Regions from separate parts of the Cricetulus griseus genome. Here region 1 is linked to region 2. The links are chromatin contacts, called in public Hi-C maps. All regions are on one chromosome and are shown on one strand. Each heading gives the region's core, a stretch centred on a gene start, on an enhancer-like site or on the middle of the called end of the contact. The rest is flanking DNA. Distances are from core to core; before and after follow the strand shown.

What was found. A called contact is a pair of places that touch in the nucleus more often than the background predicts.
Region 1: a Hi-C map of fibroblasts shows a contact between it and region 2, with 3 times the contacts expected there. The contact joins the promoter of Dpm2 here to the promoter of Ptges2 in region 2. A contact is called at or near these places in 2 of 8 Hi-C or Micro-C datasets (fibroblasts and liver).

Annotation. Positions count from the first base shown.
Region 1 is chr6:144,285,134-144,291,664 of CriGri-PICRH-1.0, reverse strand. Dpm2 (dolichyl-phosphate mannosyltransferase subunit 2, regulatory) reads right to left here and starts at 2,230. Exons shown (of 4, transcript NM_001244535.1): 1 at 2,219-2,230; 2 at 1,854-1,943; 3 at 744-846; 4 at 1-121. The coding sequence starts at 2,221. The coding sequence ends at 63. Fam102a (protein FAM102A) reads right to left here. Exons shown (of 11, transcript XM_027423804.2): 11 at 3,788-6,194. The coding sequence ends at 6,149.
Region 2 is chr6:144,127,072-144,133,639 of CriGri-PICRH-1.0, reverse strand. Ptges2 (prostaglandin E synthase 2) reads right to left here and starts at 1,966. Exons shown (of 7, transcript XM_027423809.2): 1 at 1,653-1,966; 2 at 572-769. The coding sequence starts at 1,928.

The sequences.
Region 1 (6,531 bases), core at 981-3,480, 160 kb before region 2:
CACTTGGTCCCTTCCCTGGAGGAGATATGGAGAAGGCTGGTATCCTCATCCCTGCTGGACCCTCACTGAGCCTTCTTGGTCAGTCTTCGGCTCTTCAGCATCACATAGGTGATAAACAATCCTAGAACACACAGAGCAAAAGGACCAGAATGAAGGCTGGATGGCCAGGGCTCCCAAACAAACACCCTGTAGGCACCTTCACAGTCATTCCTTAAGCCCCATGGCCACTCATCATCTGTCACATGCTTTGCTGAGTGCTTCAGATTTCATGGTGAGTGATCTGCCCATCCATGTCCTCACATATCCACCCTCCTTCCTACCAGCACCGTCCCATCGTCCAGTCACCCGAACGCTCCTAGCACTCGTTCAGCGTCACTCCTGCGCTAGAGCTTAGAATGCTGTAATGATGAAGACACAGTCCCCAACCCACAGAAGCAATAAGAGAGGTGACAGGGTGACAAAAGGGTAGGTGGCGGAGGTGTGAAGATGAAGCTGAGACAGGAAAAGGGAGACAGACATCCCTTACTGCCCCACAAACCTGAAGCACTGGAACAAGCAGAGGGCTTTCTGCTTGTAGCCTTTAAGGAGGAACAGGAAAACCCCAGGGAGAGTTGGGGCCAAGGAGCTTCTAGGCAGATGAACACCAAGTGCCAAAGTATGGACGCACACTTGGGGTGAGAGTGGCTGGCCTTCCAGACATCTTGCCCCCCAGTCAGGAGACTTTTGGAGAATGGGAGACTTACCCACAAATAGGAGCAGCAGGAGGCCCGTGGCCAGCGGGATGAGGACAGCGTAGGCACGAGGCAGGAAGTATTTGTGGATGACATGCTGGCTGTCAATGAAGGGCTGGCACCGAGGGCAAGAGCTCTGGTGAGTACTGCTCATTTTACCCAGCCCAATGAGAGGCCATCCCACCTCCTCTGTCCAAGGGGCTAAACCCATTAACAGCACTGGGTCCTGAGGACCTGCCCGACGGCATCCCGAGCTTAGCAAACAACCTACGAGGTTCCCAACCTCCGTGCCTCTGGGTGTGGGTATGTATTTTGACTATGTCAGGTAGCCTTGAACTACTGCCTTAGCCTTCTGAGTACTGGAAACCATTCCTTTTGTTTTCTGAGGCAGGGTCTCATGACATAGCCCTGGCTCACCTGGAACTGCTATGTAGACCAGGCTGGGCTCACAAAGACCCACCTTCCTGTCTTCTGAATCCAGAAATTCTAGGTCTTTTTAAATTATTTCATTTTTTGATTATGTGCACATGCGAGCAAGATGTACCTCATCCAAGCCCTGAATCTCCAATGCAACTCCTAACACTTAAGCAGCACTGGTGTGCCAGGCACTTTTGCTGGATCTCCTGGAAGTGGCCATGTTGGTGCTGGGACTTGAACCCTGATCCTCTGGAGGAGCAGCCAACTGCTCTTAACCGCTGTGCTAGCTATCTCTCCAGCCCTCCTAACTTTTCTCTCTAAAGGATACCAAGTACTGCAAGATACCTGCTTTCAAACACAATGCACTTCTAAGCAATAACTAACAGACCTTTTCACAACTAAAAAAGAGAAAGCCTCAAGGTATTAGTAAAATCCACGGGCGATTGCTACACCCAGGAGGAGCTGGCTAACCTTACAGTGCAGCAGTTGAGTCTGAGCCTTACCATTCTGCCCGGATCTCAGCCTCATCTATAAAATGCAGACACCATCAACAATCACAGTGGATTTCGCGAAATTAGGGCAGGCCAAGCATCCAGCACAGTGCCTGGCATGTAGATGCTGCTTAAGTTGTGTTAGCAGTCGGTTTGTTAAGAGATCCGGGGCAGGATAAACGTGGGCTTGGGTGGGGTGGGGGAGGACACATACCAAAAGAATCACCCAAGTGGTGTAGTAGGTGAAGATGATCAGGCTAACAGCGACGAGGCCAAATCCCACCACTTGGTCTGTCCCGGTGGCCTGGAGAAAAAGGAAGGCTCAGCTGGTGAGGCGACTCTACGTGGAGTGCACTAATGGAGGGTCCGCGCCGCCAGTTTACACTCCAAGCTCCTCGTTCATTCAACAGCTGTACACGGGGGCTGACTAGCAAACCGCGCGGAGCCCCGTGTCACCTGTCCGCAAAGTGGTCGGGTAAGCAATCCGGATTCGGAAAGCCCAACCCCCAACTCCAAAGGAAACTCCGAGCCGGACCCCTGGTATCCCCAAATCACAGAGGTACTGCACCCCGAGCTCACCATCTCCCCAGCGTTTCGCTGGAGCAACAGGACACATCCGGTTCCTAATTGACACATCCGGTAAGAAGACTTTCCTACTTGTAAATCGAGAGTGGCACTCCGGGAGTTGTAGTTCTTGGACCAGGCCAAGATGGACGTTCTGGGCACGTTTCCCCACCCACTTTGCATGTCGGGAAATGTAGTTTCTGAAGGCAGCTGTGTGGCTGAAGACTCAGACTTCCTGGTCTTTGTGACTACAGCACTGTCAGACCCTCCCCAAATAATCCTCTTTTAAACATCATACAGTCCCAAGCCAGAGCGACATGCATTCCAAGGTTGAAAGCCCTCTTTTAAACTTCACGTAGGAAAAGTGAGGCTCAGAGACGGACAGAGAAACAGACACCAGGATTTAATGCTTGTTTCCTGGTCCTAAAATTGTTGGTGGAATGGGTCGTAGAATGATCACCACTGGCCTAAGAGAGGTGGGGTCAGACAAGCAAGCACGATGAGGAAGAGTTCCATTGGCAGAGAGGGAATGACACTCTCAGACTGGCTGACTACTTCCTTCCCTTATTGCCCACTTCTGGGTTTCTGAGTGTCTACCTGAGGCAGCAGCTCCTTCATTCTTTGTGCCCTCTGACCCCCCCCCCTTTCTTTGATGATTAGAACCCCAAGCCCAGGGTGCCTAAGCAGTGGGTAAATCCCCAGGACAGAGTGGTTCTCCATACCAAAGCAGTTTTTTTGTTTCTCAAGGCAGGGTTTCTCTGTGTAATAGCCCTGGACTGTCCTGGAACTTTTTTTGTAGACCAGGCTGTCCTCGAATTCAGAGATGCACCTGCTCTGCCTCCAGAGTGCTGGGATTAAATGTGTACACCACCACTGCCCAGCTTTTTTTTTTTTTTTACACGATTTTATTTATTATGTATACAACATTCTGCTTCCATGTATATCTGCATACAGAAGAGGGCACCAGATCTCATTACAGATGGTTGTGAGCCACCATGTGGTTGCTGGGAATTGAACTCAGGACCTCTGGAAGAGCAGTTGGTGCCCTTAACCTCTCCAGCCCCAGCTTGTTTTTTTTTTTTTTTGAGACAGGATTTCTCCGAAGCTTATCCTGCCTGGAATTCATTCTGTAGACCACCATGGCTGGTCTTGACCTTGCAGAGATCCATCCGTTTCTGCCTCTCCAGGGCTGGGATTAAAGGCGAGCCCAGCCAGCTTCCCCTCCCCTCCAAGTTTTCAGTTCTATTTGTGGGGAGAGGACATGTGCAAAGGTCAGAGAACATAGCCAGGTGGTGGTAGCACAGGCCTTTAACCCTACCACGCAGAAAATAGAGGCAGGTGGATCTCTGAGGTCAAGGACAGCCAGGGCTACAAAGAGAAACCCAGTTGGGAGGGATGGGGGGTGTTTCTTGTTTTTGAGGGTGTGAGGATTATGACTGGGGGCAGCACTGGAAAACCTTGGCCTCCTAAACTTTAACACACACACACACCCACACCCCCCTTCTGTTGTTTTGGTCCCCAAGAGAACATGGAACACGGTAATGAGACAATTTAACAACAAAAAAAAACCACCAACAAAACAGGTAACAAAAACATCATTTAATCCCCCCCCCAACAACCACGGACACTAGGCTGCTTTCCCTGTATGACATTTATATTCTACTGTAAGCTGAGACAAGATACTAACAGCCCATGGAATGGGGAGCAGCGGTAACATTGTTAGAAAGGAGGGAGTAAAACAAAGCGAACACTCCTCCCCAGTCAGTCACCCGGCAGGCCACAGGGGAAGATCCACCTTCCTCTTCCTGCCAGGCCATGCAGTGTGATCAGTTGTGGGGGTAGCCAGAAAAGAACCCTAAAAATATTGTGGATCTTTATATCTTCCTAGTAAAAACATTAAAACTGTCTTTCTCGAGGGTTCCAAACTGGCATTGCATAGACCAATTCCTTTCCAAAAATATCTCTTAATATATCCTATCTCTGTATATAGAATTTGAAGTCCAGGTGCTCTAGGCACCCTGTGGGAATCACTGAGCTCAAGAGGACCCTTAGGCGGGAGATAGGCTCTTAGTCTATAGCTCCTGCCAATGTTTATTTGGTTGTGGCTGTTTTCAGCACAGTGCCTAGAACTGGCGGGTGTGGCAGGAGTGACCATCTGGTTCACACCTTGGCTTGCGTTGGGCTGGGCTCCTGGTTTGGAGGAGTTTTTCCTGATAGTACCAACTGCCTTGTGTGGGAGCCCCGGAATTCTGAACCAGATCAAAATAATTGACTGGGCAAAGTCACAGACAAGCAAGTGTAGTGCTATCTCCATCCTGTAGGGGTCACCTCACCTAAAAACAGAGCTGACAGCATCCCTTAGATGCCAGGTACCTGCTGGGAAAGAAAGGACTCTCTGAGCTGAGCAGAACCTTCTCTAGCCTTGCTCTGCCCTGCTCAGGTAGCACCTTCTAACATTCACTTTCCAAGAGCCACCAGGTGTTTAAAACAATGGCAACAAAAATCCCTAGAAATGCTCTGGTCCTAACACCAGGGAGTTCTAAAACCACAGCCCCAACTTGCTAGCTAAGGAAGACAGAAACTGGGCAAGGAACCCCCTGACCTGGGGAGTCCAGCTATCCCCCACCCATAGAACCGGTGTCCCATACCCCCTGCCCCCAGCCCTGCTGAGATGCAGGTGGAGTGGTGAACAGAGGCACCTACCTCCCCTTACTGGGGGAGGAGAGAATACAGAACTGTGAACTCAGGAGGAAAAGGAAAACACTAAATAGGGCTAAGGAAACGCCAGCCTGCTGGGTTGATACAAAATGAGAGCAGCTTAAAGGGGTGGGAGTTTATCCAGGGCTGACTGGCAGCCAGTACCCTCCTTTAAGCAAATTACAGGACAGACAAAGGGCTGGGGCTGGGGAGGTACCAAGAAGGTGGGTAGTAAGGGGGAGGCCTGGGCAGAACACAGGCCAGACTCCCCAGGGAAAGCATGCCCCTTGCCCAGAGGAAGGCTGAGGCTTGCCTGGCAATAAGCCAGATCCAGTCCATCCAGTCACAGCCCACCTGGCTGACTGCCTCTGCAGCCTGGAACCCAGCCCAGGCCTGCTGACATGAGAGCAGAGGAAAAGGCCTTTGCTTACCCAGCACAGCTGGGCCCCACCCTTCCTTTCCTGCAGGAAGGCCAGCTGCTCAGGACCCAGCCCTGGGCAGATGGCACCACGATGCTCAGACCTTTCTAGGCTCTAGTCTTGGGTCTGAGCTGGGGATAATTAGAGGGAGGGGGCAGTGCCACGTTCCAGCCGGGCTACTGTACCCTGGGTTTGGTTGCACAGCAGACAGCACCCAGGAATCCTGGAGAAGGGCAAGGGTCAGCGGCTGTGCTGGGGACAAGTATGTGCAAAGTGCAGGCTGCAGGGCAGCAGAACATTTGATGAGGGAGGTGGGGTCTGAGGTCTTGGCTCCTAGGAGAAGGCTGCCAGCAGGTCTCCTCAGGATATAGAGAAGGACAGCTGAAGCACTAAGCAGAGGGTCAAAGGTGGCAGGAGCTGGGGGTGGTCCAGCTCCTGAAGGGCAAGGGCAAAGGAGCAAGAGCCTTGTTAGCCTGGCTGAAGCTGTTGCTCCTGAAGGAAGTGGGTCTGGGGGGGAGGCAGCCACAAGCACCCCAACATGAAGGAGTGGCCCAGGTCCTCTCTACTCTGGGCAGTCCTGGCCAGCTCCATCTTGCCCCGTTTTCTAATGGTTCAGAGGACAATATTCACAGTGGCACCCAGGACCAGTGGTTCCAGGGTGGATGGAAGGACAATGGAATGATGCTTTGGGGGCTGGTGTGGTTAGAGTACGGGAGGCACAGATGCAATGCAGAGCAGATCCGAAGGGCAGGTTCCTGCTCCTCCAGGAATGCCGCTGGACTGGGTGGCAGAGATGGCAGGGTCCTTCTTCAGCTGGCCACTTGGTCCCTCAATGGCTTTCAATCACCACTGGCTCATAGACTCCAGAGGAGACTCTGCAGGGGAGAGAAAGGTGAGCTTATTCCCTTTGATAGTCCAGTGACTGAGCACTCCCCCTGGGCCAGGTCCCTGTGGGTACTTCCCATACAATCACAGCTACCAGTCTCTTACAGACTGGCTGAAACCGACAGCCCCAGAAACATTTAGTCATTTGCTCAGGGTCAGTGGGGTCCATAGCTGTGCCTGATCCCCTCTGGACATCAAGTGTGCACACACCTGGATGTACCACCCTGGCAAGGAGGGACTGTAAGATTTGTTAAGAAGGCAAGAAAAAGTTAAGGGGCTGCATCTACTCTTTTCATTGCTTAAGTCTTGTAGAAACCAGGTTTCTCT
Region 2 (6,568 bases), core at 717-3,216:
GCGCCTCAATTGAGAAAATGCCTCCATAAGATCCAGCTGTAAGGGATTTTCTTAATTAGTGATTGATGGGGTGGGGGGCAGCCCATTGTGGGTAGGGCCATCCCTGGATTGAAGCAGGCTGAGCAAGCCATGAGGAGCAAGCCAGTAAGCAGCACCTTCCATGGCTTCTGCATCAGCTCCTGACTCCAGGTTCCTGCCTTATTTGAGTCCCTGCCTTCACTGCTCCTGATGATATGGATGGTGAGTGAAATAAACCCTTTCCTCTCCAACTTGCTTTTTGGTCATGGTGTCCCATCGAAGCAATAGAACCCTAAGACAGCGAGTGAGTGGCAGAGCCACACCTCAGACCCAGATCACCCCAGCTGCAAACCCAGTCTGTTCATCTGTAAGTGCATCCCCACCTTGCCCCCCAAGACTGGACCAACAGGGAAAGAAAGGGCATTTCCTACATCCTGCTATGTTACCCAAGTAGCATCAAGGGCTCAGGGAACCATCAGAGCAGCCATGACTACAGGCTCCCACCACTAGACATCCTGGGACAGAAGAGAGGCATGGGATCCCCAAGGCTCACCAAGCTGTCTCCTTCCTGGGCCACCAGGATGGGCACCTTCCTGTAGGAGGAGAATTTGATCTCAGCCCTTCTGACAGGGTTCACCTCCACTACCTGATAGGGCAGGGAGTGGAAGTCGAGGAAGGCACGGACTTTGCTGCAGAAGGGACATGTCTTGTACTGGTACAGGGTCAGCTGCAGGTGGCTGGATGGAGACAGCTGGGGGAGAGAAAAAGAGACTGGTAACACTTCCCCCCCTCCCACTCCTTCTGCCCCCCACCCCGCCCCGAGTGTGTGTGTGTGTGTGTGTGTGTGTGTGTGTGTGTGTATGTATGTATGTATGTATGTATTCATCTTCCGTATGTATGTATGTATGTATGTATGTATTATGTATTCATCTTCCGTATGTATGTATGTATGTATGTATGTATGTATGTATGTATGTATTCATCTTCCTCCTGTCCCAATCGCAGGCTGTGTCTCTCTTCAGCTGCATTCGTCCTTAAGGTTCACCCTGACCCCTCCAGTCCTCCCTAAGCAAGGGCAGTAGCACTGGCCAGAAGTGAGGTCTACCCCGAGATATCCAAAAGTGGGAGGCTGAACGTGGCTCCTCTACAGTAAAGCCCTCAGACATGCTTGCTACAGCTGCAGCCGACCCCCCTCAATTTTCAAATGGTAATCGGATAGACAGGGAAGAGATCTGCGAGACACAGGGACTCAGCTCCCTTTCCAGTTCCTGCGTCCAGGAAAAGGCCATGGGAGGGAAGGTGGAGACTCTGCAGCTCATGAAATGTCCACAGGGCGGCCGAGCCACGGCAGGCTGGGGCACACCTCCAGTGCTGGGTCTGGAGTCAGGCTCACTCATTCCAAAGAGGCTACTCGCGGCACCGTGCGCGCCCTTAGAACACGGGAGAGCCCACGGCATGAGAGGCAACTGCTCTAGGTGTCAGTACCAACCTCCTCGGACTCCTTCGGCCCAGACACCCGCCCAAGGTCACGAGCGGGCGAAGGAGACCACTCCTGACCCCGCGGCTTCTCAAGAGTCCCGAGTTCGGGGCTGATCCCAGCTCCACGTCCGCAGCCCACGCCAGCCAAGCCTTACCTGCGCAGCCGAGCGCTCGGCGCGGAGGTCCTGGGCGCGCAGGTGCCACCGCACGGTGTGGTACAGCCCGAGCGCGCCGCCCAGGGCCAGCGCCGCCGCCCCCAGCAACCGCGGGCTCCCCTTGCGGACCGCGGGGCCCGGGCTTCCTGCCGCCGCCCTGGTGAAGCCGGCCCAACTCTGCGCCGAGATTGGCGGCCAGGGTCGTGTGCGCGGCCCCTCGGCCAAGGCGCACCGGCTCAAGCCCAGAACCCACGCAACGCGCGCCGCCCGGGCCATGTTTGCTCTGCCGGCGCTGCGGGCGGGCGCGCGAAACCAAAACGACCAAGGCTCTAGGGGCCCTTAAAGAGACAGGACTCCCGGCCGGGTGCCTGGTTGCCGAGGGTGACCATGACGCCGAGGGTGACGGTGACGCCAAGCAGGGACTAGAGGTTGTGTGAGGACTGGGAGCGCACGCACCCCAGGAGCTTTAGAAGTGGCTTGACATCTCTGTCTTTTGGGAGTGCAACGGTGACCTGTGATTTGCGGTCGGCTGTTGCCACATCGTGCATCTCTTCGAAGGAATCTCGGGGGAAACGGCGGTCTTCAGACCCATGCTCGCTCCGGAGGGGGCCCGATGCTGTCTCCAGTGGGCGGCCACAGCATCTCCGATTCTTTCTGCCCTCCCGCAACGCTAAGCCCTTCTGTTAATATCCAAACCATAAACTTTTCTCAAACCCGGCGGGGGCCTTGGGAATCACGTGCCTCGGTAAGGGCCCACGCTGAGGGGCTGGCTCGCCAACCTGAAGACCTGCGAGGGCGGAAGGGGACAGAGTGAAGGCCCCAGGACGCCCCAGGCCTTTGCAGAGCTCGCTGGTTCGAATCGCGCGCCCGATCTCCACCGCTTGGGCTTCTCCGCGGGCAGCCCCGGCACGGCCCCGCCCCGAGGCCCAAAGAAGGCGGGGCTCTACAAATGGGTGCGTTATCTAGAGGCGGGGTTCGTTGGTGGGCGGGGTAATGGAGATGGCGTGGGGTGGGGGTCCCGGGTACCGTCTGAGTTCCATCCTCTTCCTCCACCTTTTCTTGCACCTGGGAGCGCCGGAGCTCACAATGTCCAGCCGCACCAGGAGGCCAGGCGAACGAAAGGCCCAGGGGCCCCAACGTGCTTTGCTTTCCTGCGACTACCTAGCTAGGAAGAGAATAATGAACTTAAAAAGCACGGGACCCTGGCTCAAACCCGCCTCTGACTGGGGCAGGAGTTGTCCCGGAGACCAGAACGGGAGAGCATCCCGGAACAAACCCCTGGAAACTGCACTAGTTAACTGTGGTTACCCGTTTTGTTTTACAGTTGGGGAAGATGAAGCACCTTCAAGGATAGCTGCCCATGTTGCATTTATTTTAGCAACTTCTTTAATCCCGGAAGGACAATTTAGGAAAGCTGGAGGGGAGTTTGGCGGGTTTACTTGAAGAGCAGGGACTGAAACCTGCCCACTGCTGAGGAGAAACTGCCTCAACAACCATTACCACCAACACCTCTACTGCTGCTACTGCCCTGGTGTAACATGTGACATGTTTACAAAGCAAATTGCCCGTGGGAAGCTGCTGGACAACCAACAACCATAGGCTTCTTCGTTACTTTGAGGAACCAGTTTGCCCACCTGTGATAGAAAAGTTAACGACTGCATCTCCCGAAGACTCCACCACCCACCACACTGTAACTTGTGCTGGGAGAAGATCCTTGATGTTAAATGAGAGCCTTATCTATCCCACCACTCAGGAGGCTGAGCTAGGTGTAAGAGGTCAGCCTGGTCTACAAAGCAAGCTCCAGGCCAGCCAAGGCTATGTAGTGAGACACTATCTCCTCCTCATAAACAAATAAATAGAGGCCCCTAACTGTACCATCTTAGCATGACATGAGCCAGCCTTTGCCAAGAAAACCCATACTGGGTCTGCACTCTCCGTGGAGACATTTAGGAAAGTTCTTTTCTTCTCATGGCATATTGTCCAGTTCTCATCTTGCCATACTACCTCTGCGCTGCCTCTTCATTCTAGCTACAGACCTTTAAGCTGTAGCCAGCACCAGGCACAGCCCTGCTCCATCCCCAGAGTACCTTAGGCTGAGGAACCAACTGTGGCCTCACTCATTCAACCAAATGGAGCCTTAGAAGCCCCAAACTGATGAAATTTCAGGGTATAATATGGAAAAGGGGTGCTCAGCCTAGATCCTCTTCCCTGTCCACCTCTAGGCCCCAAATATCTCTGATAAGAGCCCAGCCCTCCCCTTTCTCTCTCTCCCCGACTTCTGGCCCTAGTGTGCCTCATCCCTCATCAGGACTCGGCAAATGAGCACGGCCTCTTCCCCCATGGCCATGTGAAACCCATCCCAGATGTGGTTTGGATGTTTGAACCCCTCCAAAGTTTATGAGCTGAAGTTCAAGACCAGTGTAGTCAACTATCAAGCCGTTTAGGGGTGATTAATCAGCTGTCAGGGGTGGATTAGTAATTTTACCAAAGGGCCACAGGGAACAAGCTACACTGTTCTGCCCTTCTCTGTCTTCCCACACACAAGGACAACAGGAGGGTGCCAATTGTATGGGACTGGACAGACACCAAGCCTGTTGGTAGCTTGACCAAGTTCAAACTTTCCAGCCTCCAGAGTGGTAAGAGACAAATCTCTTGTCACTTATCTAGCACTCTGTCCATGCCATTTTGGTAGGCAGCCAGAATGCATGAAGTTGTGGCTTCAGGTCAGCCCCATCCTGATTCCAAGCCTGGGTTTGTATTTGCCTTTCCCACCACTGTAACATTGCCCAGAGCCTCTCATCCACCTCAAAGCACACACACTAAGGTGCCACCCTTCTTCCTGGCCACATTCTCACCTTGTGCTTCTGCCTTGGTGGCCAAGTAGGAGCCCACAAGTCCTGTTACTCATGACATTCTCTCTACCCCGACTCTGTATGCCTCCTGAGCCTGCCACCCTAAGACTCCCTAGGGTTTAACTGACTTCCTCCTACATAGAACCTACTTAACAGCTGGTTTGCAAAAGAATTAGGCTGACTGGAATAAGCCATGCTATCTCATCGCTCAGGAGGCAGAGACAAATAGATCTGTAAATTTGGGTTTAGCTTGGTCTATATAGTGAGTTCCAGGGCAGCCAAGGCTCAAAAAATACAAATACAAATAAAAGAAAGAAGCCAGGTTTTAGAGACACTGCATGCTCCCATTTGGTTAAAGAACTATATTTTTTATATTATATGGGTAGTTTTGCAGGCATTTAAGTTTGTGTACCATGTACATGCAGTATGGGCAGAGGCCAGAAGAGGGAACCTGATTCTGGGAAACTAAGTTACCAATTGTTGTAGCCACCATGCTGGTGCTAGGAATCAAATCTGGATCCTCTGTAAGCATGTCCTTAACTGCAGAGCCACCTCTCTGGCCCTTATTTTTATTCTTCATCATAAGTATGTGTGTGCCTGAGTGTGTTTATGTGTACCACATGCCTGAGGAGGCCGAAGAGCCCGTCAGATCTCTTGGAACTAACATACAAGACAGTTAGTTGCCAGCTGCTGTGTGGGTGCTGGGAGCCAAACCCAGTCCTTTGCAAGTGCAGCCATCTCTCCAGCCTTTGATATGTGTATGGATATTTTTGGATATATACATATCCAAAAATATCCCTGTGGGACTCAACAATCCTCAAAGTGCAGTGTGCTGTTCAGTATGGACTGCTTTTCAAATGGGTCCTCATCAAGGCCCACTGGCCCAGGAGATGGACACTCCAACCCAACTAGGGGTCATTGTCTGACTCTGGCCTGCAGCTCTAAAGCACAAGACAAGTTCAGAGATAGGTGGGGAAGGACTTCCTCCAGACCTGCCCTAGCTCCTGGGAGGGACAGCAACTCAAGTGAGGAAAGGAAGGACCCTCGGAGCCCCAAATAGCAGGCAAAGCCCTCTGGGTGACTAATGTGCTCAGCACACTGTGTATAGGGTGGGGCATGATGTGCACTCGAGAGGAGACTGAACTGTGACCTTGAAGCTGTGACTAGAGTCAGAAAGTTGCTCAGAAAAAGTCTGAGGCAGGTCTCGGGCAGGTCTCAGGTCTGAGGCAGGAGCCCCTGGTTCCCACTGTGCTCTCTGCCTTGGACTGCTGTGAACAGCCTCTGGCTGATTGGAGCTCTACAATCACACCTTCCCTGCCATGAGGGACACAATGAGCCTTCCTTTCCTTAAACTGTCAGATATTGTGGTGATAGAAATGAATGTAACTGATCCAGGGAGATTAGAAAAGACTACACTTAGAGAAGATGATGGTGGGGGCCCAGGCAGATGAAGCTGGAAGATGCTTGATTCTTGGGAACCATGGAAGGAGAAACACCTTGAGTCCACACAGAGTATTAATTTTTTTTTTCCGAGACAGGGTTTCTATGTGTAGCTTTGGAGTCTATCCTGGCACTCACTCTGTAGACCCGACTGGCCTCGAACTCAAAGAGATCTGCCTGCCTCTGCCTCCCGAGTGCTGGGATTAAAGGCATGCACCACCAACGCCTGGCTAAATTTAAAAATATTTTAAAAATATTTATTTATGGGGCTAGAGAGATGGATCAGAGGTTAAGAGCACTGGCTGCTCTTCCAGAGGACCTGAGTTCAATTCCCATCTCACAACCATCTATAATGAGATCTGGTGCCTTCTTCTGACCTGCAGGCATATATGCCGACAGAACTATATACATAATAAATAAATCTTAAAACTTTTAAACTAATTAAAAATTAATTAGTGTGTGTGTAACTTTTGGGAGTTCTCTACCGTAAAGGTAACTCAGGATATCAGGTGTGGTGGCAAGCAGTGACCCACCTTGCCAGCCTTCTCTTTCTTTTTTTTTTTTTTAAAAAGCCTCACACTATAACCCACACTGTGTTGGAATTTTCTGTATAGTCCAGGTTGA